Regions from separate parts of the Mus musculus genome. Here all the other regions are linked to region 1. A link is a contact called in public HiCAR-type and promoter capture Hi-C data. All regions are on one chromosome and are shown on one strand. Each heading gives the region's core, a stretch centred on a gene start, on an enhancer-like site or on the middle of the called end of the contact. The rest is flanking DNA. Distances are from core to core; before and after follow the strand shown.

Region 1 (4,125 bases), core at 1,217-3,716:
GTGCTCAGAGACTTCCTAGGGCTTGGTCTGACATCACAGTAAGCAGATGATAATTACAAGGTTCCTTTGCTCCCCACTCTCCACACCCCAACAAGATACCATGGAGTTATTTATAAATGCAAGCCCCCGGGTGCACTTCTCCTGGGAAGGACCACGCTGACAGCTACTGGTAGTGCTAATGGAAGGCAGGAAGCCTGCATTCGGAGGGGATGCGGGACGTGTGGAGGGAGGGTAATGGGTCAAGCAGCTGCCACACAGCCAAGGGGCGGGGCTGCCTGCCCTAGCTCTCAAAGATCTGCTGGGATATGGAAGGAAGAGCCTACTCAATTGTCTCTCGTGTCAAGGGTGGGGCTCCGAGATGAACCGCTTTTTCTCTTCCCAGGGTTGGCAGGAACTGGAAATAATTGAAAGTTGTTAGGGTCCAACACACTGCCTTGAAAACACTATCATTACTCTCCTAATGACTAAGTGTGTCTTCCAGGAGGAGATGTAGGCAGCTGAGCCCTCCCCCCAAACCCCACGGCTCCTGGAGAGTAGAGTAGGAGGCTGGCAACCTGTAATCTGGAGGGGGGGGGTGCTTCGACAGAGCCTAATGCAGCTCCAGCCTCCGGAGCCACTGTGCAGAGCCCAGGAGGCCGATGGCCCGAGCTGATCCTGGAGACACTTTGGATCTTAGTTCAAGTCCTGGTTTAGGTCTGGGTACTGCTGCTGGGTTCAATGTCAATCCCTTGTGTTCGTCTCCTAGGGGAAGTCCTTGTCTCAGGGACTCCTAGCATGCTACCTGACATGCCCTCCTCCAAATTTCCGCCCTCCTCTCTACCATAGCACAGGGCTAAGGTGTAGTAATGTGCGATAAGGCTGTCCATATGCTCTCTAGATTCTCCAGGTAAAGGTTCGTGATTTGCTGCAGCTGCACTTAGCTGCTGGGTAAGGCTTTTGACAGCTCCTGCTTGCCCGGACCCAGGCCCTTTCTTTTCAGAGGTTGTCATTGAATCACACAGGTTATGTTTGAAGACAAATAAGAGCACACTCCTTTCTGACTCATCGATCCCAAGTGACTACTGTATATGTCTGCTACAGGGGACCAGGACTTTTCCCTTCAGAGTGGATTCCAGGACATCATACTCACAGGACTCTGGGCATTCCCAAGAGCTACTTGGTTACTATGGTGAGGTTTCAGACCTACGGAGTCTTCCTGACTCTACCATAGAGATCGTGATTGTAACAGGTGGAGGGATGAGGGGACAGAGCTATGTATACACCCCTTTGCATGTATGATATATCGTTATTGGCACCGAAGTGAGTCATTGGTGGGTTTGAGGCTCAGGGCGGGATGAGTTTTGTCATCTCAGCTAGAATGTCACCCTCAACCCACTTCTCTGCTCACCCGTCTGTTCATATGACAACAAAGAAGCAACTCTGTTTCCCAGAGATGCTTCTCGAAAGTCTGGAGGTAAACATGTGGATCACTCTCTCCACCTATGAAGGGCAAAGCTTGATTTCCAAGTCCAAAGAGGCCTTCTCTGGCTGGTTCAGGTTGCTTCAGGAAGCCAGGAAGGATGACCCTGGGCTCCTGGGTATCTAGGTACTGATGGAAGGCAGAGTTCCCAGGACTCGCAGCTTCTATCAGTACTGGAATTACAAGTTGGCCTGGTTCCTTTACCTTCGTGGTGTGCAGAAAGGAATAAGCCTAAGCTAATAGAGAGCAATCAGATGAAGGAAGTTTAGTCCGATGAAAACGATAGTTAATTGACACAAAATAGAGCAGGACACCTCTGAGGAAAGGTGCACAAAAGATAACAACAACAACAACAACAACATGACATGTTTTCCCACAGCCACTACCACAGCCAGTTCTTCCATCGGCTTTGAATCGCTTGTGGACAGGTGTGCAGGCCCAGAACCTAAACACAAGTTCTACAGTCTGGGCTGTGTTGGCTTTCAAAGGCTTCCAAGCAGAGAGGGGCACCCGCGAAGGGCTGCGGTCAACGGATCAGGCCCACATAGTCGCGAAGGCTGTGGGTCCAACTGACCTCCCTAGAATATCAGCGCGTGCGAGACTGGGTGTCTGCAGTCTCCCGCTAGCTGCGTGTGCCAAACACTTGCAGAGGATGCAGGCCCCGCAGCCATCTCACAACCAAGCATCCACTCCCTTCCCTCTAGCCTTCTGGAGGCCCCGCCCCAGGCCCGGCCCTGGCCCCGCCCCGTACTGTCCCCGCCCCCGCCAGTTGACTAACCTTTCCAGAAGCCCCGCCTCCTCCCAGCCCCAGAGTGGGGCCCCGCCCAACCCTAACCGCCCTTCGACGCTAAACGGCTTCTAGCCGGAGAGCTTTCCGTGCCCTGATTGGCTGTGATGGTCACCGTTTCGCAGCTCCATTGGCTCCCGGCGCCCGCTTTCTCAGGCCCTGCCCTTGAGCGGGGGCGGGGCCAGAGGCGGCGGGCTGCGCAGGAGTGGCTGGTTGCACGGAGGGGGCGGGTCCTCGCCGCGCGCAGTGCTTCGGCCAGAGCTCGAGGCGCTGCTTACCGTCGCCTGAGCTAGGAGACGCCGCGGCCGCCGCTGGGTCGCATCGGGCTTCGCGTCGCGCCGTGTACGCCTCCTCTGCCCCACCCGACCGGCAGCATAGGCTCTACCTGGTCCGCGGCCTCCCTGTCCGCGGCGGGGCAGGTGAGTGAGTGGCGGCGGGTTGAAGTGTGTGTGGGGGGGTCCAGCGCGGAGGTAGCTCGCATGCCGCGTCCCAGGCCGGCCGAGACCCCTCCAAAGGCCAGAGGACCGGACAGTTCGCAGTCAGAAAACTTCATTCGAGCTGGGGTGTTGGGGATCCTGGGGGAAGGGTTGAGGTTGGCGATCTCAGTACTAGGGCCGGGATCCTAGGCTGAGGCGAGGGTCCCAAGCTGAGGCGAGGATTCCAGGCTGAGGTGAGGGTCCCAGGCTGAGGGCGGAGGTCCTGGGAGAGAATAGGGGGTACCAGGTTGAGGGCGGGGGTCCCGGGCTGAAGGTAGGGGTCCCAGGCCAAGACCAAGGTCCTAGGCTGAGGGCGGGGATCTAGGACTGAGTACCGAGCTCTGAGGGCTCAAGGCTGAGGTTCCAGGGCTTAGTGCAGAGTCCCAGGCTTAAAGCAGGGTGGGGGTATCCCAGGCCAAAGCGATGGTCGGAGGACTGAAGATGGGAATCCCAGAGGCATGTGTATCAGGCTGAGCAAAGGGTCAAGGGAAGCAGCTTCCCAGGCTGTGACCGGGGTCCTAGGCTGAGGCAGGAATTACTTAGAGAGAGGGAGAAAGAGGTGGGTGGGTGGGTGGGGAAGTGTGGGGCCGAGGGTCGGGCTCCCGGAATAGAGTAGTTCTTGATAGCCCCTTGGGCTTGGAGCTGGGGCCAGAACAGGGTCCTAGACAGAAGTTTCCAGTGAGGGGCTCACTCTCCAGCTCTGCATGGTCTTGCCTGTTCTTGGATTCAGGCACGGCCTAGGGTCCTTGTGAAAGTCTGACGGTAACTGGCCCTGGCCTACGTCGGGGGTCGGGGTAGAGCCACTCAGGAAAACCCAGGCCTCTTTACTCCCTCCCTAAATTCAGAAGTTGTTAGTGGGCACATTACGCTGCAGGCTTTCGGGTCAACACACAATAGCTGTGATCTCACTGGGACTTGCAAGGCTTAGACGGATGTCTTGTGATTGAGACGAGCTGGGGAGGAAAAAAAAAGGAAGCCCAGAGGATGGATGTGGGGCGAGGGCAGGGTGCGGCCTTTTCTCCTCTCCCCTCCACCGTGGTCTTCTGTTTTCTTCTTTCCTCTCAGTTCTCCTCAGGTTTTCCCCGCACCATTCATTAGAGCCTGAACAGGTAGACTAGACAGGCGCCGGTTCTCAATCTCTCTCTCTCTCTCTCTCTCTCTCTCTCTCTCTCTCTCTCTCTCTCTCTCTCTCTCTCTGATGGCCGTATTTTCTGTTTTGGGAAAGAGGTGTGTTCCAGAACTGTTTCTTATTGTCCCCAAAGTGTTTTGTTTAGTAGAAGTGTGAAGTTGTCTGGCTTCTTATTCTGCACTATGTTGTTAGTATAGGAGAATTTTAAGTTAATGGAAGGTGGGCCCCAGGATTGGCTATTTCCTTTTTACTTTTCTTTGCAGCACTACGGACT
Region 2 (4,389 bases), core at 454-2,953, 1.4 Mb after region 1:
GAACAGACAGACAGAAAGAAGGATGGACAGAAGGAAGGAAGGAAGGAAGGAAGGACAGATGGTTTGAAGGACAAACAGACAAAGGACAGATGGAAGGATGGACAGAAGGAAGAAAGGATGTAAGGAAGGAAGAAGGAAGGACAGACAGACAGAAGGTACATTCAATAACAGTCAAAAAAAAGCATAACAGCATGGTATTTTGGGCCAGGACCACCACTCTGCCTGCTGCAGGACCCAGCCTTGGGTTTACAAAGCACTTGAACCCTGACAGTGGGCTACCAGGCAGATATTCTGGGAAGGAGACCCAGATGACCAGAAAAAAGGAGAGGCTTGTCCAGGTTTCAGGGCCCCAGTGGGAGGCAGGGGACCAGGAGTGACTTCTTGCCTCAGGGTAATCCTGTGGCAGCATGGTGGGTAGCATAGGCTTCCCATGGGCTGGGTTTCCTGGAAGGTCAGGAAACAACCACTGTAGCTTCTCTCTGCCTCTCTCTCTGCCTCTCTCTCTGTCTGTCTCTCTGCCTCTCTCTCTGCCTCTCTCTCTGCCTCTCTCTCTGTCTGTCTCTCTGTCTATCTCTCTGTCTGTCTCTCTCTCCCCACTCTTCCTCTCTCTGTCTCTCTGTCTCTGTCTCTCTGTCTCTGCCTCTCTTTCTCTCTGTGTCTGTGTCTGTCTCTGTCTGTCTCTCTCCCTCCTTCCCAGCCTCCACATCAGTCACTCCACTCACCAAGGCCAGACCCTGCCACAGAGAGGGAGGTCCTGACAGCTGTAACGTGCTTTCTTATACTGGCCCTGGGACCTCCCTCTCTCTGTGGCAGGGCAGACCAATGTATGGAACCCTGAAGCCCGTTGCCCAGGTTTCTGAAAAAGGTCCAGTCTTGGTCAGAACCAGCAGGCACAAAGTCACAGGTCTCATCCAGTCTGCCTTTCCAACCAGCACTGTATAGCCGATCTTCAATAATAGACTCACACCATCTTTGCAATGCTGTCCAGAGTCCCCATCTTCCCTATGGACACACATACACCATTCTGTGCAAGGGCCCTGGGACTGTTGTAGGAAGCCAAACCACACATGGCCTTTACCCCACCGCAAGCACAGCCGGCACTCGCGTGTCCCTCTTCACACCCCCACCACAGTTACACAGTCTCCAGGCACAACCCGCTAGCTGCCAAGGGCCACTGAGCTCACACCCACTTTTTACTCACCGTCCAATATCCGAGCAGATCTTGGAGTCAGCCGCTACCGCAGCACGCGTGAAGGCACCGGGACCACAAGAGGCTTGACGAGGAGAAAGGACCGCAGCCAACACAACGATAACCAGACCTAGACCTACACCCAGCAGGACCAGGCAGACCGTGGCCCTGTGACCCCAAGCCATGGCTCAGTGGCCCAGGGACAGAGAGGGAGGCAACTGGACACACAGGGCAGTGGACAGACAGAGACAGACAAACTGACTGACAAACTGAAGGGAAAAGAAGCTACACAGGGTGATCTCAGGCTATTGGACAGAGGGGAAAGATCGATGGGTCAAGACAGACAGCCACACAGGCCAGACAACTGGACAGAAAGGATGACGGACAGCCTTACAGATAGGTGGCCAGGCAGGTTACAGAGGAGAAACAGGAAGCCAGCCAGCCTGGGTTTATGGATAGACAGACGGCAGGCTGTGGCCAGGCTGCTGCTACACTCTCCTCCAGAGGCAGAACTAGCCACAGGTCTGAACTTGCAGTTTTCAGCTCCCGAGGCTCAACCCTGGAGGCAAGCCAGGCATCTACAGGGAGTTTTTTTTTTCTTGAGAAGAGCCAGCTGCCGCTGTTAACTCTTCCATCGCCAGTTGATCCCATGGCCTGCCCTGCTGCCCCAACACCACCCAAAGACTCCTCAGTCCCAGTGCCATTGGAAATGTGATGCTTGATGCACCCAGGGGAACTGGGACATGGAACTCAGGGAACCTCTCTCACTGTTTTCCTGCCTCCCAACAGCTCAGGGTCAGGGTGTCTCCTGCAGGGTGAAACTCCATTCCCCAGCTTCCACTCCCAACTGGTTCCACCCAGGCAGCCTCTCAATGCAATCACCCAGCTGGTACAGAGATGGGGCTGAAGGTAGACCAAGGTAGCCACTCAGGACCGTGCTGTTTTAATTTTTAAAATTTTTATAGAAATGAATCTTTTAAAATATTTTAAAGATTTATTTATTTATTTATTTATTTATTTATTTATTATATGTAAGTACACTGTAGCTGTCTTCAGACACACCAGAAGAGGGCATCAGATCTCATTACAGATGGTTGTGAGCCACCATGTGGTTGCTGGGATTTAGAGTCAGGACCTCAGGAAGAGCAGTCAGTGCTTTTAACTGCTGAGCCAGCTCTCCAGCCTCGTCGGGACCGTTTTATTACAGCCTGGCACAGCCTCATCCAAACATCTGAGCATGGGGTGGGAAGGGAGTGGGCAGGCAGGCCAGATGTCCAGTGCCCTGACACCCAGTGCTGCTGACACACAGTGCTGGGACATAGTGACCCATAAACTCAACCTTAGACCTCTAAAGGACGAGGCTGCCCTGCTCAAGTGCCCTCCCTTTTTCTGCAGCTCAGAGGCCCACTTGCTGAGTCCAGAAGAACTCAGGGCTATTTCTGTGCTGGTGAGCCTCCTCCTCTGGGAGCCTGGCTTGGGTCCTATCTTTCCATGATCTCAGGATGTTCCAGTGGGAGGCAGCTGGAGCAGTGAGGACCCACCAATGTGCTCTCGTGATCAGAATTAATACATGTGCAGGGCAGAAGAGCTCTTGGTTTCAGGCCTTCCCATCATTCCTCACTCTCTTTCCACTGAGCATGCCCCCCGCCCCCATCTTCGTACCCCCCGGCTTGGCAATGCCAAAAAAAAAAAAAAAAAAAAAAAAAAGAGGCCCAGAGAGGGAATGCCCGCACTGGCCACCCATCCTGTTAAGTGTCACACCCAGAGTCCCTGCTAAGCCTGGACAAGGGAGGCTGTTTCCTGTAAGCCTGTTCCCACATCTTCCTAGAGGAAGAGGGGAGTGTCTGTGGGAGTCTTCCCCATCCCAGTTGTCCCCAACACTACAATGTCATGTCATTGCTCAACCAGGAACCAAAGCACATTCTTGAATGTAGGCCAGTCCACTCACGGGCCACTGTCCCCTAAGGCCAAAGCAGTATGGGGGGAACAAGCAGACACAAGGGTAGGTTATCTTCCCCTCCTGGTCCCTGGCTGGGACATCCTGGTCAGGCGCAGACCAGAGTTCAGAGGCAGTTCTACGGATTCTCAAGGCTTGCTATCATACTGGACTTGGCTGGGAAGGCCAGGTCTGGTGGCTCCAAAGGCCCTTATCCAGGAAGTAACATGGAAAGGCACTAGAAAGGGGATGGTCACTCAAGTCCCCAAGTCTCCAAAGAAGCTCTGGGCTATACGCAGTGGGTCTGGGAGAGCGCGGTACACTTCAAGCACCCTGGGTCCATGGAAATCTCCGGCCAGTCCAGTGGGGCATGAAACACTGATATACCATATCTTAATATATTGGCCTAGGGAATCCTGCCTTCTCCCCTTCAAATATGGATTGAGGAATGGCTGGCACCCCCCCCTTCAGCCCAGCTTCTGTGTTCCCCAAGGAGCCCCAGAGATAGAGAGCTTTAGAGCTCAGACATGGAGCACACCTACAGGAAAACCCTGCTTTCCCATGGGCAGGTTGGAAACACCAGGACTTCTAGCCTCCTGGGACCCTCCTCCAGCCACTGGGTCCCTTCCCTCAGGGACCCCCAACTTGTGCTCACTTTAAGGGGCAATATTTAGCTCCTAGGCTGTGACTACCCCGGTGGCTCACTTCTACATTGTCTCCAAGTGTCTCTTTACCTCGTGGTCACAGCTGTGAGTTCTATAGACCTTGACACAGCATGAGGGGCTGCCCTTAAAGAGTGTGTTGGCTAGTTTTATATCAACTTGACACAAACTAGAGTCATCAGAGAGGGAGCCTCAACTGAGAAAATACCTCCATAAGATCTAGCTGTGGGCAAGCCTGCAGGACAGTTTTTAAATTAGTGATGGATGGAGGAGGGTTTAGCCTATTGTGGGTGGCGCCATCCCTGGGCTGAAGGTCCTGGGTTCTATAAGAAAGAAGGCTGAACAAGCCATGAGGAGCAAGTCGCACTCTTCCATGGCCCCTGTATTGGCTCCTGTCTCCAGGTTCCTGGCCCGTCTGAGTGCCTGTCCTTACCTTTCATGGTCAACTGTGATGTGGAAATGTAAGCCAAATAAACCCTTTCCTCTCCAAGCTGCTTTGGTCATGGTCTTTCATTGCAGCAATAGAAACCCTGACTAACACAAGGAGGGATGTATCTAATGGTGCTCTTCTGGGCTCATCCATTGTGAGCTGTGTTCCCCTT
Region 3 (4,329 bases), core at 1,330-3,829, 1.0 Mb before region 1:
GAGGCCAGCCTGGTGTCTACAAAGTGAGCTCCAGGACAGCCAGGGCTATACGGAGAAACCCTGTCTCGAAAAAACCAAAAACAAAAATAAGACTATAAATGGGAGCCAGGAGTGGTGATACATGCCTTTGCAGAGACGGGGGATTTCTGTGAGTTCATAGGCAGCCTGGTAAACACATTGAGTTCCAGGCCAGCCAAGGCTACATGGAGACTCTGTCTCAGGAACAAACAGGGCTAGGGAGATAGATGGCTCAATAGTTAAGAGCACTGACTGCTCTTCCAGAGGTCCTGAGTTCAATTCCTAGCAACCACATGGTGGCTCACAACCATCTGTAATGAGATCTGATGCCCTCTTCTTGTGTGTCTGAAGACAGCTACAGTATGCTCATATAAATTAAATAAGTTTTTTTTTTTAAAAAGAACAAACAAACAGAATCCAGAAGGGCACACATGTATATACACATAGGTGCTAAGATGACAGGAAAATGATGATCAAAAATGTTGGTGCAGCGGCTACTTGTGAGGGCTCTATAGCCAGTATATAGCTTTTATGCTCCTTTTTTGATGTTTCTAGTCCATTGTAAGCCACATTAGACATTAGTATTTTCTTTTCTTTTCTTTTCTTTTCTTTTTTTTTTTTTTTTTTTTTTTTTTTTTTTTTGGTTTTTTGAGACAGTGTTTCTCTGTATAGCCCTTGCTGTCCTGGAACTCATTTTGTAGACCAGGCTGGCCTTGAACTCAGAAATCCGTCTGCCTCTGCCTCCTGAGTGCTGGGATTAAAAGCGTGTGCCACCATGCCCAGCTAGTATTTTCTATAAACTACTTTGAAACTTGAGTTTACAGCAAGTTTTTCTCTCCTAACCTTTTTTTTTTAAAAAAAGATTTACTTATTTATTATATGTCAGTACACTGTAGCTGTCCTCAGACACACCAGAAGAGGGCATCAGATCTCATTACGGGTGGTTGTGAGCCACTATGTGGTTGCTGGGATTTGAACTTCGGACCTTCGGAAGAGCAGTCGGGTGCTCTTACCCACTGAGCCATCTCATCAGCCCTCTTATAACCTTTTATGCAGGAGTTATAACCCCCCTACAATCCAGTAAAACATTTTTTCTTTTTTTTCTTTAGGTTTATTTATTATGTATACTGTGTGTATGGCCTGCCTGTATGTATGCCTACAGACCCGAAGAGGGCACCAGATCCCATTACAGATGATTGTGAGCTACCATGTGGTTGTCAGGACTAGAACTCAGGACTTCTGGAAAAGCAGCCAGTGCTCTTAACCTCTGAGCCATATCTCCAGCCAAAACACCTCCCCACTCCCCACCAACAAAAGCCCTGTTATGTTCTTAGAATTTGAGTTAAACGGACCGCCCCTTCCTTCTTTCCTTTATTCCTTTTATCCCTGTTCTTGGTTTCTTTGTATAGCCTTGGCTGTCCTGAAATTTGCTCTATCGACCAAACTGACCTTCAAAGATCTGCCTGTCTCTGCTTCCTGAATGCTGGGATTAAAAGCGTGTGTCACCACTGCCAGACAATAAAAATAGCTCTTAAAGAATTTAGCAAAACCAGGCAAAAATCAACAAACTGTCAGGGTCAGATGGGGTACCCTCATCTCTGCAGGACAGCCCTACCATGGCAGCCCAGATCCAGCGCTCTGGACTGTGGGTAGCTTTCCTTGAGAGTCCTGGATCTGACCATTGCTCCACCAGCTTCGAATCCCTCTAACCAATCCTGAGGGGCTGGTTCCCCACTTTGTGCTCAGGCAAAGGCCACTCGCCTGAACCAGGAGCTGTGAGAGTTGAGAGAAGCGGCAGGTTTAGCAAATCACCCTGAAGTAAAAATGCTACGCTAAGTGTTTCTCTTTCCAAATCCCCAACTACATTCAGCAGTCGCGATGGGACGAATCGTGGCTATCGTCTCAGATACAACTGCAGCTTTCCTATGTTTTCTTTTGCTCTCTTTCTCCCTTTCTCCCTTTCTTTCTTTCTCTTTTTCTTTCTCTCTTTCTTTCTTTCTTTCTTTCTTTCTCTCTCTCTTTCCTTCTTTCTTTCTTTCTTTCTTTCTTTCTTTCTTTCTTTCTTTCTTTCTTTCTTTCTCCTTTTTTTGTTTGTTTGGCTTTTTTCCTTTTCCTTTTTTTTTTTAACTTCGGCTCGAAGGAGACTGTTGCAAGCCTAAATCAACTCAAGGAGCGGCTTAGGAATTCTCACCCAAGCCACACCTGCATCCCCGGATGCTGGCCAAGTGGGATTTAAAATGCCCGTGAGACTTGGCTACAGGTTTCCTTTAACAGCGCCTGGACAGATGTAAAATCAGCTTGCTGTAGCATGAACTCCACTTGCCCAGAAACTTCAGTCAGGCTCAGGTTGTGAACTTCATTTGGTGAGGACGTTGATCCTAGCTGCTGGGTACCTGGGGAGTTCGGTGGCGGGCCTGGGGAACCAGGGTTCCGGAACCGCTGCGCAGACATTTGTAGACTGGCGTGCGCTCCGCCTTTCTTAGCGCAGCTACCTTCTCCAGCAGCCACTAGAGGGGCGACCAGGTCCCCGAGCCTGTCAGTCAAACGTTATACTGGGGGCGGAGCCGGGGCGGGGCGGGACAAACCGGGTACACAGGCAGGCGCACGGGGCGGGGACAGGCGACAGCGGCGCGGAACGCAGAGCGGCGGGAGAGGAGCTTGGGCTCCTGGTCTCCGCTGCCGCCATGGCTACCGTGGACCTGGAGAAACTGCGGATGTCGGGGGCTGGCAAGGCCATTGGAGTGCTGACCAGCGGCGGTGATGCGCAAGGTGATGGGACGCGGGGGCGTGTTTAGGGATGGATCTGGGGTTTCTGCCTGTCCTCGGAACCCTTCGGGCTTGTCCACTGCCCCTCGCCTAGGGATCTGGGGTGTACTTGGCCAGCCAATCTCCTGTGGAGCACCGTGGCTTCAGGTCCCTGTCCCCAAGCTCCGCCCCGGGTAGCTGGCGTACGTGCTGCAGGCCACGGGCCTTGGCACGCCCCGCCCTCGCGCTGCCTAGGTCCGCCCGGTTTGGGGGTGTGTCCGCGCAGCACGCAGACTTAGGGCACCGGGCTATTCCTTTCTAGGCCACACGTGTCAGGACCTCTAAGAGAAGCACAGCCGGCCAAGTTTCACAGGCCGGAATTTGAAAGGATCAGGGACCCTGTACCCTCCCCCGTGCAGCCTGTGATTCCTACCTTCTCTGTACTGGGATGGGGTGAGACTGAGGCAGGCTTGCCCACACGCCTTTGCCTGGGCTGCTTCCTGTCCCTTGGATGGAGACTTAAGTGGAGAACAGAGGGCGTGGAGCGGGGGTATTTTTTTACCGGTGTAACAGGGCAAGCACCACAGGGCTAATAGTTGAGGGTGCACAGCCTCTTCTCGGCCTGGTAAGGCTAGGGAAAAGTCTGGGCTTGGGAGGATCTGCCCTCTTCTCAGCCCCTCTCTTGGTGGCCTGGTTCCAGGCTGACTGCTGATGTGCGAAGTCTGTGGCTCTAGTTGGGTCCGGCTGAAAAGAAATACTACCCAGTTGGGGGCTGAGGAAGACACGTGGAGCTTCAAGGGGCTTGGCTTCCCTGAGCACTGCAGTTGAGCTTCGCCATTTCCTTCCAAACATTTCAGGAAATACAGACACACATGCTCCTAAGCGGGGTTCCTGACTGCCCAGCCCTTACCTAAGAGATCGGTAGGAACAACACAGGATAGATACATCTTACAAGCATGATTGCAAGTCCAGGAAGGCAGGAAAAAATGTCACTCTGACTCCCATAATGCTGGAAATCTCAAATCTCTGTTGGGTCCCCTGGGCCTGGTCTAGGCTGGCAGTCAGCATACCCTTTTTCAGGGCTGTTTCAGCTTGTACATCCCAGTGCTGTCACTGAGACTGGGCCGGGGACCTGTGGAAGAATCACCCATGGTAGTGGACCACAAGAGAGGCCCTGACTAGGCCCACATCACCCATTAGATAGGCATTTCAGTGAGGCCAGCAGAGTCCTGAGTCCCATTTGTAGGGCTCCTGCCTCTGGCAGGCATAGATAGGCTATCCACCTCAGGCTCCTGTCTGAGCAAGGGAGGCCCCAGTGTCTGAGGGATGGTAATATTGAGTGGTCTCTGCGCGAGGACTTCTGCTGCCTTCTGTGAGAGGCAGCTGCCAGGCCAGGGCCACCAGGGTGACAGACATTTGTTTTGGAGGCTGGTGGAGGAACCAGAGACAGGAGGCCCTTCCTGGTCAGGAGAGGGTAGGCAAAACCTGCTTACATTTCCATTCTGGCTTCAGGGCAAGATCTCTACAGGTTTTCCCAGAGTCCTCTTTGGGTAGGGTCAGTATCAG
Region 4 (4,199 bases), core at 1,297-3,796, 1.4 Mb after region 1:
GAGAGAGAGAGAGAGACTGGCTACACTGGCTGCTCCTCCAGAGGACCCAGGTTCGAGTCTCATCACTTGCAAGGTAGCCCACAACTGTCTGTAACTCCAGTTTCAGGAGGTCTGATGCTCTATTCTGTCTGTCCTCCGGGGGCACCAGGCACACAAGCAGGCTACCGGCACACATACAAGCGGAAACACCACACACAGAAAATAAAAAACACACAGTGCTTTTGGCGGGGTGGGGAGGCCAGGGCCTAGAGAGGGAGCAGATGTTATGATGGGAGCCAGAGGAAAGGGTCAGAACTAGAGCTGAGACCAAACTGAGGTAGGAAGAAACCTGTAAGCTTAGAGGCTGGAGCTGGAGACTTCCTGAAGAGGCAGCTTCGGACAAGTCATGGGTGGTGTGGAGGAGGTCTCTTGACTTCCCTTGGCCTCACCCTTGAACTCTTAAGGTGTCAGGGCTGGAAAAGCCTACGTGCCTAGACCTTGAAAGTTCGGCTAGTCTGGACTTTGAGAACCCTGTGAGGCTGGTGAATATATCACCATGCTGGGTAACCCATTAACCCCGGCTTGCTCATTAAGACCCTTGCGGGTGTCTCTTTGCTCCTTGGTTTGCTCTGGGGAACTGGGCAGAGGGCAGCTGTGAGAAGGGGTGTTGGTGTGGACACTGGCCCAGCGGGGGCTCTCTGTGTGTTTAATTTCTGCAAGAGCTTTTGCTGGACAGTGTGGCCTAGGGCGGGGCTACACCACCTGCTCCTTTCATCTTAAGGTCACTCCTCTTTTAGGAGTTCATGCCCTGGGGGGACCTTGGCCAGGCAGGAGACTTAGGAACACATTTAGGGGGTGGCTTGGGGAATTACTCCAGCTCCCCTGCAGAGAAGTGGGTTCACAGTGGTCCCCAAGGCACTTCCTGTTTCAAAGGGCTTATCTTCCCGCACTCCATCTTAGAAAACCCGGTCCTAGTAAAGCCAGACTTGAGCTGTCAGTACCGGAAACCAAATGCTGGAGGGTTGCAGCTTAGTGGGTTGGGGAGGGGTTCAGCCAACCACTTCCTGAAACTCTCTTCGTACAGTCCAACCACACCCCATGGTAGTACTGACTTACCTGAATGTCAGGAAGCTCTGGGCAGGGCTTGAACCCCCAGTGGGTAAGGTTCACAGCTGAGGTCGATAGTCTAAACCTCAGAAGTCAGTTCAAGTAATTGAGATGGGTGGGTCCTTCCCTCCCCACACTCCGGTTCTCTTGGGACAGGATCTCCCTCCCCACCCTGAAAGCCAGCAACCCTGAGACTCCCCTGGTAAACTGGTGGGATGAAACTGACTTCAAATCCAAAGTCACAACAGCTTAATGAACGTGAGGATCACAGATTCTCAACCTTCCCTCTGATTTTCCAACACCCTAGAAAAGTCCACCCTTGGGGGGAGTTCTTCATCTCTAAAAGCAGCTGGCAAGTTCTCCCCTAGCGTCGAGCCCCAGCTTGTGACTCCTTCGGCTCATTTTGGATGGGTCTGGTCTCAGACCCTTCTAATCATCCCAGGCCACAGATCACAGATGCAGGGGACACCCATGCCCTGTGACTACCTGCATAGAGTGCCTGACCACACATAGACCACAATGACCAGACAGAAGAATCCGTAAATGGGCCACTGTTACCCAACGGTGTTGAGGAAGTACTCTCTGAATGACCACACCACAGCAAGGTCAGATTTTCTGCCTTCTGCCCCCCCCCCCCGCAAGCCTGGCTTTTTGGTGCTGCCCGTTCACCCCATCCCAGTACTCGCCTTTGGTGTGAGTGGAGCCTGTACTTAGCCAAGCGCGTGGGCCTCCGGGATGGTCAGCTTGTTAATTCCTGGGAGCATTCAGCATCTGGTGAGTGAAGTCCAACTCCAGAATTCATCAGCAGAATAACAGAAATGTGCACCCCATAGCTCCCGGTTTCATGCCTGACCTCCCTGAGAGCTGGGGACCTGGGAAACCTTCCCTTTCTGGCCTTGGTTTCCTCTCCAGAGAGGATCAAGGGAGCTTGAGGACTGGATGAAACAGACAGACTTCAGAAGGCTCCAGAGCTCTTCAAAGCCTCAGTGTTAGCCTGGCTCTGACTCCCAGCTCTGCAGTCACTTCTGCCCCCCTTCCTGCCCGCCCCCCTTCTCAGGTGGCATTTATTGTATCACCTGGTAATTATCTGTGCTGTCTGGCATCTCTAGGGGGGGCTGGGAGGGAAGCCCTGTCTTACCCATGTCCTGGTCTCCTCACTCCCGCCCCTACCATCACATGCCACAGTCTGCAGGAAAGCCAACTAACTCACTTGTGTCTCACAGCCTCCTGGACCACAAGGCAAGCAAGCACACCTGTCCACCCACAACCTCCCTGCGACTTAATTGGTACCTAAACCGCCCAACAATTTCCCTACACTCCGTCCTCAGCTTACCCAGAGCTCCCTTCCTCTTTACATCTTCCATGCTGAGCTATATCACATTGCACATAGAGTCCAAGTCTGAGCCACCCGCTGTGTCAGATGCCCAAGGTCAACAAGTCCTAACCTGAGCTAAGCAACTACCTTCCACAAACCTCTACCAGCCACAGAAGCCAGAGTCCAGCCCTTCAGAAGCCACCCCCTGCCTCTTCACTGGTCCCTTCCAATTGGTGTTATCTGTGACCTCCTCCAAGCCACACCTAGTACCCTCCCCCACCACTCCTATCACCTGGTGACGCTTGCTCACCAGTGGTTTGCAAGGCTGCTGTTACCTTAATGGAACATTTTCCTCTCCCGCTGGAAAACCCTTCAAAGGCCCCCATTTGCCCTGCAGAGAAATTCTTGCCTTGCTGGTGCCTGCCCCTGCCCTTTCTCTGCCCTCAATGCTCCTGCCAGGACATTTTACAGGCTAAAGTCGTCTTCCTTCAGACTCCGCTAACTTATGACACCTCCCAAAATCTTTCTTGGCTCCCAATTCTGAGGAAGTCTAGGCTGCATGCACAGTGCCCAGTCCTGAATGGATCGATGCTGAGGAGTGAATGGTTAGGCTCACTGTAAAGTAAGAAAGAGGGGCTAGGTGTGGCCCAAAGGTAGAACGATCGCCAAGCATGCCAAAGATCCTGGACTCAAATATCAGCACTGATAGGAGAAGAAAAATGTCACAGAAGATTAATCACGTTAAAGAATAAAGGCGCACTTATGCAACACTATGCTATGCCAGTCTCTAATCCTATAATGCCATCGCCATTTTACAGACAAGGAAACCGAGGGTTTCAGAGGCTTCTGTGGTGTCTTGTTTTTTTTTCCCCCTTCCACCAAGTTCATGCCCACTAGGGAGAGCTCAGAGTGTGACCTTATTTAGAAACAGAGTCTTCACAAGGTAATTAGTTCGGATGAGATCATACTGGATTAGGGTAGGCCCTAAATACAGTAATTAGTGGTCTTACAAGATGGCCGGTTGGGTAGTCGCACAGGGAAGACAGCCATGTGGAGTAGGAAGCTGAGGTCAGCGCGACACAAGTACAAGCCAAACAGCCTCAAGGATTGCCAGGAAGCTCAGAAGGAGGGGAGGCAAGGAAGGATATGGCCCCATAGTCCTGGGGGCAGTGGGGGAGAGGTGGGGAGCACGGCTCTGCTTACATTAGATTTCAGGCTCCCAATAACCGGGACTTGCTGTTTTAAGCCATTGAACTTGGGGCGCCAGGTTGAAACCATCACAGGACCCTACTTTGTCTATGGCTACACACTCGGCCAAGAGCAACACAGGGAACGGAAAGCCTCTTGCCGCCTTTCCTTCTGGGGAAACTCCGTCTGCAGGCAGAAGACCCATTCCTGACAGAGTAAGCTCAGGGAAATGGTCTCCACGGAGGATCTATCTGCCTCCTTCCTCCCAGAGAAGGTTTCAAAACCATTCGGTGGCTGGGCGTGGCAGGTCAAATCTACTTTGGAAGTAGATAGAGGAAGATCAGGAGTTCAAGGTCATTACCAGCTAAGTAACTGAAACCAGCCTAGGCTATGTGAGACTATCCCAAACAAACAAACAAACAAACAAACAAGGAACAACAAACAACAGAGACTGAGTCCTAGTCACGATTACCAGGAAGCTGGAGATGACCTGATTACAGATGACCTGGCCGAATTAACAGCCTTGAGTTGGTTTGAGTTTGGGCTTTCTGACTGTGTGAAAGAGACCAATGGTGGAGCTGGTTCAGTTCCATACCCTTCTGTATGTAGC
Region 5 (4,626 bases), core at 1,971-4,470, 1.0 Mb before region 1:
TCAGGAAAAACTGGGCCCCACCTCAGTTGCCAGTGGGTGGCCATGCCAGAGCCCACCTTGGTTGTCTAGCTTCTGCAGGTGGGGCAGGTTGCGCAGCACGGTCATGCGGTAAAGGTGCGGGCTGGTGCCACAGCACGGGTTCTCGGCCAGCCAGAGCACCCTGAGGTGTGGCAGGTCTTTCAGGTAGAACAGCTCGTTCAGACTGGGGATGCGGTTCCTCCTCAGGTACAGCTCGCTCAGGCGCCTGCAGCTGCGCACCGGTTCCAGGGTGGAGACACTGTTGACACTGCAGGGACCAGCACACTGTCAGGGATCCATACGGTCTCAACCTCCTCGGGCCAGCGGCCTCCACCTGTGGGTCTGCCTCACCCATGGGTACCAAGAGAAGGTCTCTGCCTTAGAATGGGTCAGAACCTAATCAGCAGGATCCCTCAACCTGAGATCCACATGGGCAGCTCCTTGGCCTAGAGCTCTGCATTCACATGGAACTATTGTGGCAGACAAGATGCTTCACTCTGCTTCTTCGATGATACTGAGTCCCCAGAGGACACGCTTTGACCCACAGCAGGCACTGGTTAAAACTCAGCAAAAATGCCCACAGGCTCCGTATCATATATAAACCAAAACAAAACAGGGCGTTAGGATGATTTCCATCCCATAAGAAAGTGTGGAGACACAGGAAGGGAAAACAGCATCCACTCACCGCCAAAGTCCCCCCCCCCCCCCATGGCCTCTGCATCAGCTCCTGCTTCCTGGCCTGCTTGAGTTCCAGCCCTGACATCCTTTAGTGATGAACAGCAATGTGAAAGTGTAAGCTGAATAAACCCTTTCCTCCCCACTTGCTTCTTGGTCATGATGTTTGTGCAGGAATAGAAACCCTACGACAGGCCCTAAGTGTCAGCCTTATCCTGGGCCCCAGGATGGGCAGGAGAGAATGTCGGGATGGAAGTGATGGAATCAGGAAGGCAGGGAGATAGGGTACTGGGAATTTCAGGGACAGATGTAGCCACAGGGAGGACTGGCCTACCTGAACTACTACTCATTATTAGGGAGCCTGCTACAAATACACAGATTACTTTCTGGGGTGAATGTGAGAGGACAAGCAGAGGTAAGCCTTTAGGAGGCCCATGTAAGATCCTTAAAAAGCAGGTAGGGGCTCCAGGTTCTTGAAGTCCCATTCCCTAGACAGTTAGCAGATGCTGCTGTCTTAGATGGCATTGGGAGTCTCCAGATTGCCTGTTTTCCCACACTCCAGAGGAAAGACATGAGTTCCCCGGCCTCCCCATTGCTTCCATGCCCCAGGACTACAGTCAGTCACATACCTGAGTGTGATTACCTCTAGGCTGGGCATCTCCCGGCATATGGAAATCTAGGGAGGGAAGAACGGGGCCAGTGAGTTAACAATAGTGTGGTCACCTCGGGTCAGGGGACACATGTGTCCTGGGTCCTGTCACCTGTACTAATGGGGCCAAGGGGTATGGGCTTGCACAACCAGGGCACTCAGAAGAAATCAGCTGCATGCTGGTCTCTGTGGCCCAGCCTGCTCTTGGGGTGTTCTACACTGGGTGTTTCTACCTGGCAGTTTACAACAGTTCTGTGTCTAACACAGAACATCATTACAGTCAATACCCTCTGAGGACGCCTGGCCAAGGATCTTGTGGTTTCCCACCCTGAGACAGATACACAACCCTTTCTCCTTGCTGCCCCTGAGGCACAAAGAAAGGACAGACACTCTCCTTGCCAATGGTTCTGGGCTCAAGGCAGACAGAACTGCAGTTAAGTTTGGCCACGACACACCATCAGATCTGTGGATCAGACCTGGGCTGTGGGCTCCACAGTCCCAGCTGCCTGTCATTTCGGGTGGGGTTGGGGTGTCGCCTCCTGAAGCTGAGGAAGGCCATGCAGAGTGCCCCTGTTGATGTCCTTGAGGGAAATCACCACCAGGGACTCCTCTCAAGGCAGAGCTTTGACTCTGTTTTCCTCTGTGCAGGTCTAGCAAGTGACACGGCACTGAGCTGAAGATCACAGTTCTGTAACTTTAGCTATTCTTCTGGGGGAAGGGGCATCCGGAAGAAGATACAATCAAGGCAGAGCTTACATCTGTGAGCTGGCTGCCCCTGGAGAAGAAAAGAAATAGACTTTAATTTGTTGAATGAAAATATTTTAAAAATCCCCAAAGAAATGGCAATTGTCTATAAATCTAAAGATTCTACATTCGGAACAGTAAGGAAGGCTGGTTGCCCAAATAAGGGTGAGGTTGGTTTCTGCCAATACTCCCTGCTTGGTGCATGGGGGTACACAGTTTTCTCCTCTCAGGCTCCCATAGCAGAAAGCTCTTTCCAGTCACACACATAAACAAAGGGATCTTCATAAGAGGCCAAGCTCAAAGGCCGGTCATGCAACTTCTGAAGCAAACTTCACGGGCCTGCAATGTGTGTTGTTTCTGCTTGCACAGAGGAAGCCCTGATGTGCTCGCTGGCTCGACAAAGAAAGGCATTATTGAAAACCCAGGACAGGGAGGACTGTGGCCCCAACACCAGATGTGCCAGGGCAGGGAAAGGCTTTTAATTAACAAAGCTCACTCTTTCCAGTAGCCCACTGACCATTACTAGAAGCAGGGGTCTGCACTTGCTCTGCCACTGCTAAATGCTCTGGCCACAGCATCCCACCCCAGTCCCCAGAGACACCTGTAGCTCTTCCACACGCCAGATACAAACTCCTCCAGAAGCCCGGGGCTTTCAGTATTAGTGTGACTCAGCCATGCAACTTAGAGTGCATCCATATAATAGCATCTAAGGTCTAGGCTGTCACTCATACCAGGTCACCCTCTCCAGCACCGGATCATGACTTTACAACCTCAGTCTCTCCCTGTAGACATGCCACTAAGCACCTCTGTCTTCAGATACCAGACACAGACACAGAGGGTTAGCGAAAAGCCCTCAGCAACACTAGAGGGAAATTCTAGTTATCCTGCGAGGGCCGCACTCCTCTGAAGCACTGGCCTCAGAGTGAGCCTGCAACCTAGCTAGCCTGGGGTAGCAGGCGCTCAGCGCGGCCTCTGCTTCCTCCCGCTCCTGGCCGGCCTCACCAGCAGTTGAGCTTCCGCACGTTGTGCAGCTCCGAAGCCTTGGCTCGGGACAGGACCATCTTTCGTGTCAGCTTCATGGTGGCCACAGGGCCGCGGGCCCGGCCGCCCTCCGCTGTACACTCGGCTAGCGGGAGAGGCCTGCGCAGCGGCGCGTCTCCAGGGGCGGGGCCCGCGTTTCTAGGGGCGGAGCCTGAGGTCCCATTGGCAGTCAGGCGAGAGGGCGGAAGCGCGCCGGCGAAGCGGGACGGCCCGACTTCCGTGATACGCGATTCCGCCCCGCCCCTTTGGCGGCCCGCCGGTCCTGCGCATGCACGAGGCTCCGGGCTTTGCTGCCTGGGGACCGCTGGTCTCTGCATCCCGTGTTTGCGTGCGCGGGAAGGGCGGCCCTTAGGATTCCAGTGTGCAAGAGTCTGAGATGGGCTGGCTTGGGTGAGAAAGGCGCCGGTGTGTGAGGGACTCGGGACGCCTGGCTGGTCTCGGAGACATCGAGGACAGAAAAGGTCGAGTCGGGAAGGGTGACAGAGTCCTCGTAGTGGATGCCAGCAGAAACCCTCCTGGCATGCTTGCTCCGGATCCTAATCCCTGCCATGGCCCTGGTCACCACTGAGCCCTCACCCATTTCTGCTTGACCCCAAATCGGGGATTTGTGTTACATAACAGCTAATCCACAACCAGACGATGACTGACACTTGTAATTGATGCACTCAGAGGCTGAGGCAGGAGGATTGCCTGAGCCAGTTTCTGGCAAGACTGGCTCATACAGACATTATCTCAAAAGACAAAGCCGAGTAGTGGGGGCTTGGGGAGGGACTGAAGAAACAGTTAAGAGCGCTGGCTGCTTTTCCAGGGCACTCATATGGCCGGATCACAACCTTATGTAACTCTAGTTCCAGGGGACTCAATGCCCCTCTTTTGGCCTCCTTGCGCACCAGACAGGTCACTTGGGTTGCACACACATGCAAGCATAACACTCATATGTAGAAAAACAAAACGAACAAAACAAAAACCTTAAAAACAAACAAACAAACAAACAAATAGAAAATAGACGTTATGTTTTTGAAAGTCAGTACTGTGCCTGTGGTTGTCAGTGTGCATTTTAAGTAATCACAAATGAATTTTTGTTTTGTTTTCTTCTGGAGAAAACAGATCTCCAGAAGAAAACAAAACGAAAGATTGTAGGTTGAAATCTTCATATCTTTTTCTATCCTACAGATTACACCGGGACAGGCACTGGGTACTTCAGGCCCTTTAGGTAATAAACTGCCCTTGATGAAGTATTCTAGGGCTCTATTGTCTGTCTGACCACCCTGGTCTGCCTTTACCAAAAACAAGTGAAATGGTTCAGTAGGTAACAGTACTGGACGCACAAACCTAAAAACCATAGTTTGCACCCTGGAACCCACAGTGGAAAGAGAGCGGACGCTGAAGATTTAGCCTCTGGCGGGCCATTCATTACCATCAGGAACAATAAGGCCTGAGCTGAGAGATACAGCTTAGCCACCAGTGTGGTGGGAAGAATTTTATAGGCTCAGTTCAGC
Region 6 (4,581 bases), core at 278-2,777, 1.1 Mb after region 1:
ATTTGTGAACCTTGGCTTCTCTTCAGTTTTTTTGTTTGTTTTGTGGTGTGGAGGGTTGAATCCAGGGCTAGGTTCACTGATGCTAAACAAATGCTGTGTCATGAAACCAGGTTCTAGCTACTGATTTTCTTTGTCCTGTTTGTCAGATAGGCTCCCCCTAGGTGGCCCAGGGTATAAACTGCCAAACCCCACTGCCATGAGCAACATACTTCCTGTAGCAAGCAAGGTGCCACAACCTAAAAGCTACATAACCCACACAAAACAGACCACCAGCTGGGGTCTGTTCATACACTAGGTTCAAACGCAGGAAACTATGGGCTGTGGGGAGGTGGGGCGGGGGCGGGCATTTCTCATTCAAACTACCACTCACTCTGGCTTTAGGTATCTGACAATCAAGATGAAAACTATTACCAGTCAAAAAGGGAGGGTAGCAAAAAAAAAAAAAAAAAAAAAGGGGTATTTTTGTCAAGATTCAAGGAAGCCCTTTTTTTGGGGGGGGGGAGGGGTTAAGAAGCCGGAAGAGAGGATGAGATGGAAGAGGGGAGTGAGGCAGCCAAACCAGTTCCTTGCCAGTGTGGGAGGGGACTCTCCGGAGAGTAGCGAAGCAGGTACCTGAGTCTGCAGGGTGAAAGCCGGGGGGGGGGGGGGGGGGGTGTTTCGGGGCGGGATTCAGGGGTCCATCCATTCAAGAGCCATATCTGATCCCGTGAGAGAGGATGTCTGACCTAGGGGAAGCACGTGAAATAAACAAGGCCAGGAGACTTCTAGGGGCCAATCACATCAGAGGGCTTGGGTGGGTACAGTCATCTTGGATCACATGCTCTCCCTACCGAATTTGCACGAGCAGAGCCACGTGCGGTGCAGGGCTGCAGAAGAAGCTCCTCTGGGGACAGCTTTGTGTTTTTCAGAATCCTTTTCCTCAAAAAACAACACCAGCTTATTTAGGTAAAAGGGCAATTTGGCTTCAGACGGTTCTGGCGGTGGGAGGGGCGAGGGGAGGGGCCACTTGAGAGAGCTCGGTTTGAGCCTACTGGCTACCACAGCTCCTAGCTATCAACTCACAGGGTAAGACTGGTTCTATGGCAAATGCCTGTAGTCCTAAGCACTTGGAAAATGAAGTCGAATTTGAGGCCAACCTGGACTATATGAGTCCCTGTTTCAAACAAAACAAAACAAAACAAAACAAAAAATAGCCAACCAAATGAATCAAACAAACATAAATTCCCTGGAAAGCCAGGCAGGATAGGTCTCACCTGGGAGTCCCAGACATTCAGGAAACTAAGACAGGAGAATCAATGGAGCAGAAGGGTTTGAGGCCAGCCTGTGCTATAGCAAGACCCCTACCCCTCAATGTCAAAAAAAAAAAAAAAAAAAAAAAAAAAAGAAAGAAAGAAAGAAAGAAAAAAGAAAAAAAGAAAAACGCCCAGGGAAACATTCTGGTGCCCGATATGGCCCACGGGCTATAGCTACTCTAAAAGATTCAGATAAAGCCAGTGATAATGGGCACCTCTTTTCCCCATCGGAAGATGCTACCGTGGAGAGTGTTGGAGGCGGGCGAGAGAGGTGGTCCTGTGACTCCTTCAAGCTTTGCTGCCCAGCCTCACAGATCTGGGGAGGTCCAGTGTTCTTAGACGACCTGTTTTGCACGGGGCAGCTGGACCAACCACAGTTCTTCCTTAAGGCAAAGTTTCTAGCAGCCTGCAACAAGCTTCACCCGTTAAAGAAGGATCAGCGATCAGCCTCTAAGATCCCCTCCTGCAGTAACTGAGAGCTAGGAGCTGAGCGGTCTAGTTCCCCGCAAACGACTACGTCCACAGAACTCTGAGTTGGGTCCACGAAAGCCCAGCTAGGCCATTTCCGCGTCCGGGTGAGACTAAGGTCCTGGGCTGGATTCCTGGCTCCACGGTCCGCTGGAGCAAATCGCATAAGTCAGTCTGAGTGCGCGCGCACCTCAGCCCTGCTTTTGGTATAAAGTCCTCCAAAGCGTCTCCCTCCCCAAGATCAGCAGGTGTCAGCTATCCAGAGGAGGAAATCGTTTGGCTTGGCCAACTGAGGCTGTGCTGGACCCCAGCTTGCTGTTATCGAACGCAGTCGGCACACCATCTTGTGTCGCTACCGGCAATGGGCTTGGAGCTCTACCTGGACCTGCTGTCACAACCCAGCCGCGCTGTCTACATCTTCGCCAAGAAGAATGGCATCCCCTTCCAGACGCGTACCGTGGATATACTCAAAGGTTGGCACATTTACCCCTAGACCATGTCAGTCCTTCACATTCTGCCTGGGTACAATCTCCCCATCATCTGACCCCCCCCACCCCCAGCGCCGTCCACCAAGGAATGCTCTGCTCTCTTTGGAGTGGTCTTAGTCAGTTCAGAGCCCTCTTTAAACGTAACTTCCGCTCTGACAAGAGAGACTTTTTGTCCTGGGACGTGGGGAGAAAAATGAAAGATTCCTACAGTTTCTGCTTTGAAGGCACGCAGTGTTTAGATTCACAAAATTCCGGAGACTTTGCAGGGAAGAGACACATAGCTGAGCCACCTCTGTGCCTCTGGTTCCCGGCCCATCCGGATTTTGGCCGTTTCGACCTTGCTCTGGTTGCAAAGAGAAAGGGGAAAATAGGAATACTGCTTGAGTCCTTGCACGCATTTTCTGGCTTCTTCCTTCCCAGGGCAGCACATGAGCGAGCAATTCTCCCAGGTGAACTGCTTAAACAAAGTTCCTGTACTCAAAGACGGAAGCTTCGTGTTGACCGAAAGGTGCAGCTGTAAATATACCCAGAGCCCTCACTACCTCCTCCGGCTCCCTTTGGCCGCCCCACTTCCGTTGGAGTGGGGTGCGGGGCGGGGCCCTGGCCGACTCCGACCCTAGGCTGTGAGGGGGCCTGGCTAGAGCAGACTCTGTGGGAAGGGGTCCTGGAAGACTAGAGGGCTGATCCAGCATGTCCCTTGCTTCTGTCCTGTTTCATCTGCTGGACTCCCCCCCTCCCCCTCCAGGCCTCCCTATCCTGATTGAGGGGTATTGGAAGGCGACAAGGGGACGATTGTCAAGGGTTAGGGAAAAAAAAATGTAGATTCAACAAAGGACTAGGAAGGGCTTCTCCTAACTTCCTAGATGTCCTGTTTAATCCGCCAAAGCTTGGCCCCGGAGACCAATGAAAGGGTCAGGGCTCACAGACTGTTTGGTTCTCCCATTAGAGTCTAGTGTCAGAGAGCTAAAAAACAAAACAAAACAACAACAAAAAAAAACCCACAAAACAACAACAACCACCACCAAAAAAGAAAGGCGGAGAGAAAAAGGTCTGGCCAGGGGTCAGTGTCCACGACATCAAAAAAAGAGGCGACCTGGAGAGGGGCAGAGCTCTTGCTGGTGTCTGTCTGTGTGTGTCTGTGTGTGTCTCTGGGTTTCACCATGCACAACATTGCAGAGAAGAAAGGCTCTGGGGACAGGCAAGAGTCATGGAGAGATAGGTGGTGAGACCAGAGGGAAGTACTTCAAATGTGAGAATTCTGAAGGCCCCGCCAAGGGATGGGAAACAGCCAAGGTCCTTAAATCCCCTCTTCCCATGGTCCATATAGCCCCTCTTCTATGATTCCCAGCACAGCCATCTTGATTTACCTGAGTTCCAAGTACCAGGTGGCAGACCACTGGTACCCGGCCGACCTACAGGCCCGTGCCCAAGTCCACGAATACCTGGGCTGGCATGCCGACAACATCCGTGGTACTTTCGGAGTGCTCCTATGGACCAAGGTATCCAGGGTCCTCTGGGGAGGGGCTGAACCTTGGGCACCCAGTAAGAGTCAGGCTTATTTATAGATTGAGCTCTTCTGTCGTTCTGCCAGGTGTTGGGGCCACTCATTGGGGTCCAGGTTCCCCAGGAGAAGGTGGAACGGAACAGAGATAGAATGGTCCTGGTTCTGCAACAGCTGGAGGACAAGTTCCTCAGGGACAGGGCCTTCCTTGTTGGCCAGCAGGTGACGCTAGCGGATCTCATGTCTCTGGAGGAGTTGATGCAGGTAGGAGACCAGCAGATGGGGTAGTAGTAGCTAAGGGCGGACTCTTCTTTTTGCTACTTCCCCAAGTCCAAAGCACTGTGGTCTGGGAAAAGCCAGAACCATAGAGGGGAACTTTGTGTGATTTGTTTCCTGTCTAGGTGGGAAGTGGGGAGTGGGGTGGGGGGCAGCTTCTGGCTGCTGTCAGGTCCTGGATCTGATCACAGTGCCCCAGACCTCCCATGGGGCTGTGTCTATGATGCTTGTGTTGCCTGCAATGGGACCCTCGGTATCTCTTCGACTTTCCCATCTTTGTCTCTACAGCCCGTGGCTCTTGGCTATAACCTGTTTGAGGGACGGCCTCAGCTGACAGCATGGCGAGAGAGGGTGGAGGCGTTCTTGGGTGCTGAGCTGTGTCAGGAGGCTCATAGCACCATCCTGAGCATCCTGGGACAGGCAGCCAAGAAAATGTTACCAGTACCCCCTCCGGAGGTCCATGCCAGCATGCAGCTTCGAATTGCTAGGATTCCTTGAGTGGTCTGACCAGCAATAAAGACTCATTTTGTGTTTTTTCTTTCCTTTTTTTTCTTTT

Evidence for each region. Promoter capture Hi-C pulls out the DNA fragments that hold promoters and counts their contacts. HiCAR-type assays count read pairs that join an accessible place to other places.
Region 2: a promoter capture Hi-C map of liver shows a contact between it and region 1, with 2.8 times the contacts expected there. The contact joins the promoter of Ggt5 here to the promoter of Pcbp3 in region 1. A contact is called at or near these places in 2 of 39 promoter capture datasets (both in liver).
Region 3: a promoter capture Hi-C map of liver shows a contact between it and region 1, with 2.5 times the contacts expected there. The contact joins the promoter of Pfkl here to the promoter of Pcbp3 in region 1. A contact is called at or near these places in 2 of 39 promoter capture datasets (liver and pre-B cells).
Region 4: a promoter capture Hi-C map of liver shows a contact between it and region 1, with 2.8 times the contacts expected there. The contact joins the promoter of Ggt1 here to the promoter of Pcbp3 in region 1. A contact is called at or near these places in 2 of 39 promoter capture datasets (both in liver).
Region 5: a contact with region 1 is called in a HiCAR-type map of astrocytes, with 2.2 times the contacts expected there. The contact joins the promoter of Cfap410 here to the promoter of Pcbp3 in region 1. A contact is called at or near these places in 2 of 39 promoter capture datasets (embryonic stem cells and pre-B cells) and 2 of 115 datasets of contacts at active chromatin or transcription factors (astrocytes and bone marrow-derived macrophages).
Region 6: a contact with region 1 is called in a promoter capture Hi-C map of hippocampal neurons, with 2.6 times the contacts expected there. The contact joins the promoter of Gstt2 here to the promoter of Pcbp3 in region 1. A contact is called at or near these places in 2 of 39 promoter capture datasets (hippocampal neurons and liver).

The regions. Positions count from the first base shown.
Region 1 is chr10:76,960,288-76,964,412 of GRCm38.p6, reverse strand. Pcbp3 (poly(rC) binding protein 3) reads left to right here and starts at 2,466. Exons shown (of 16, transcript NM_021568.2): 1 at 2,466-2,665. Gm35664 (a long non-coding RNA gene) reads right to left here and starts at 2,272. Exons shown (of 2, transcript XR_380584.1): 1 at 2,238-2,272; 2 at 1,811-2,037.
Region 2 is chr10:75,586,695-75,591,083 of GRCm38.p6, reverse strand. It overlaps Ggt5 (gamma-glutamyltransferase 5), which reads right to left and starts at 1,703. Exons shown (of 12, transcript NM_011820.5): 1 at 1,202-1,703. The coding sequence starts at 1,374.
Region 3 is chr10:78,008,057-78,012,385 of GRCm38.p6, reverse strand. It overlaps Pfkl (phosphofructokinase, liver, B-type), which reads left to right and starts at 2,579. Exons shown (of 22, transcript NM_008826.5): 1 at 2,579-2,787. The coding sequence starts at 2,703.
Region 4 is chr10:75,562,479-75,566,677 of GRCm38.p6, reverse strand. It overlaps Ggt1 (gamma-glutamyltransferase 1), which reads right to left and starts at 2,546. Exons shown (of 15, transcript NM_001379537.1): 1 at 2,420-2,546; 2 at 1,773-1,857.
Region 5 is chr10:77,977,244-77,981,869 of GRCm38.p6, reverse strand. Cfap410 (cilia and flagella associated protein 410) reads right to left here and starts at 3,220. Exons shown (of 7, transcript NM_026431.2): 1 at 3,089-3,220; 2 at 2,099-2,117; 3 at 1,323-1,369; 4 at 57-286. The coding sequence starts at 3,165. It overlaps Gm51807 (a long non-coding RNA gene), which reads left to right. Exons shown (of 3, transcript XR_003949012.1): 3 at 1-58.
Region 6 is chr10:75,831,827-75,836,407 of GRCm38.p6, reverse strand. It overlaps Gstt2 (glutathione S-transferase, theta 2), which reads left to right and starts at 1,527. Exons shown (of 5, transcript NM_010361.2): 1 at 1,527-2,233; 2 at 2,669-2,756; 3 at 3,597-3,747; 4 at 3,840-4,013; 5 at 4,314-4,563. The coding sequence starts at 2,122. The coding sequence ends at 4,523.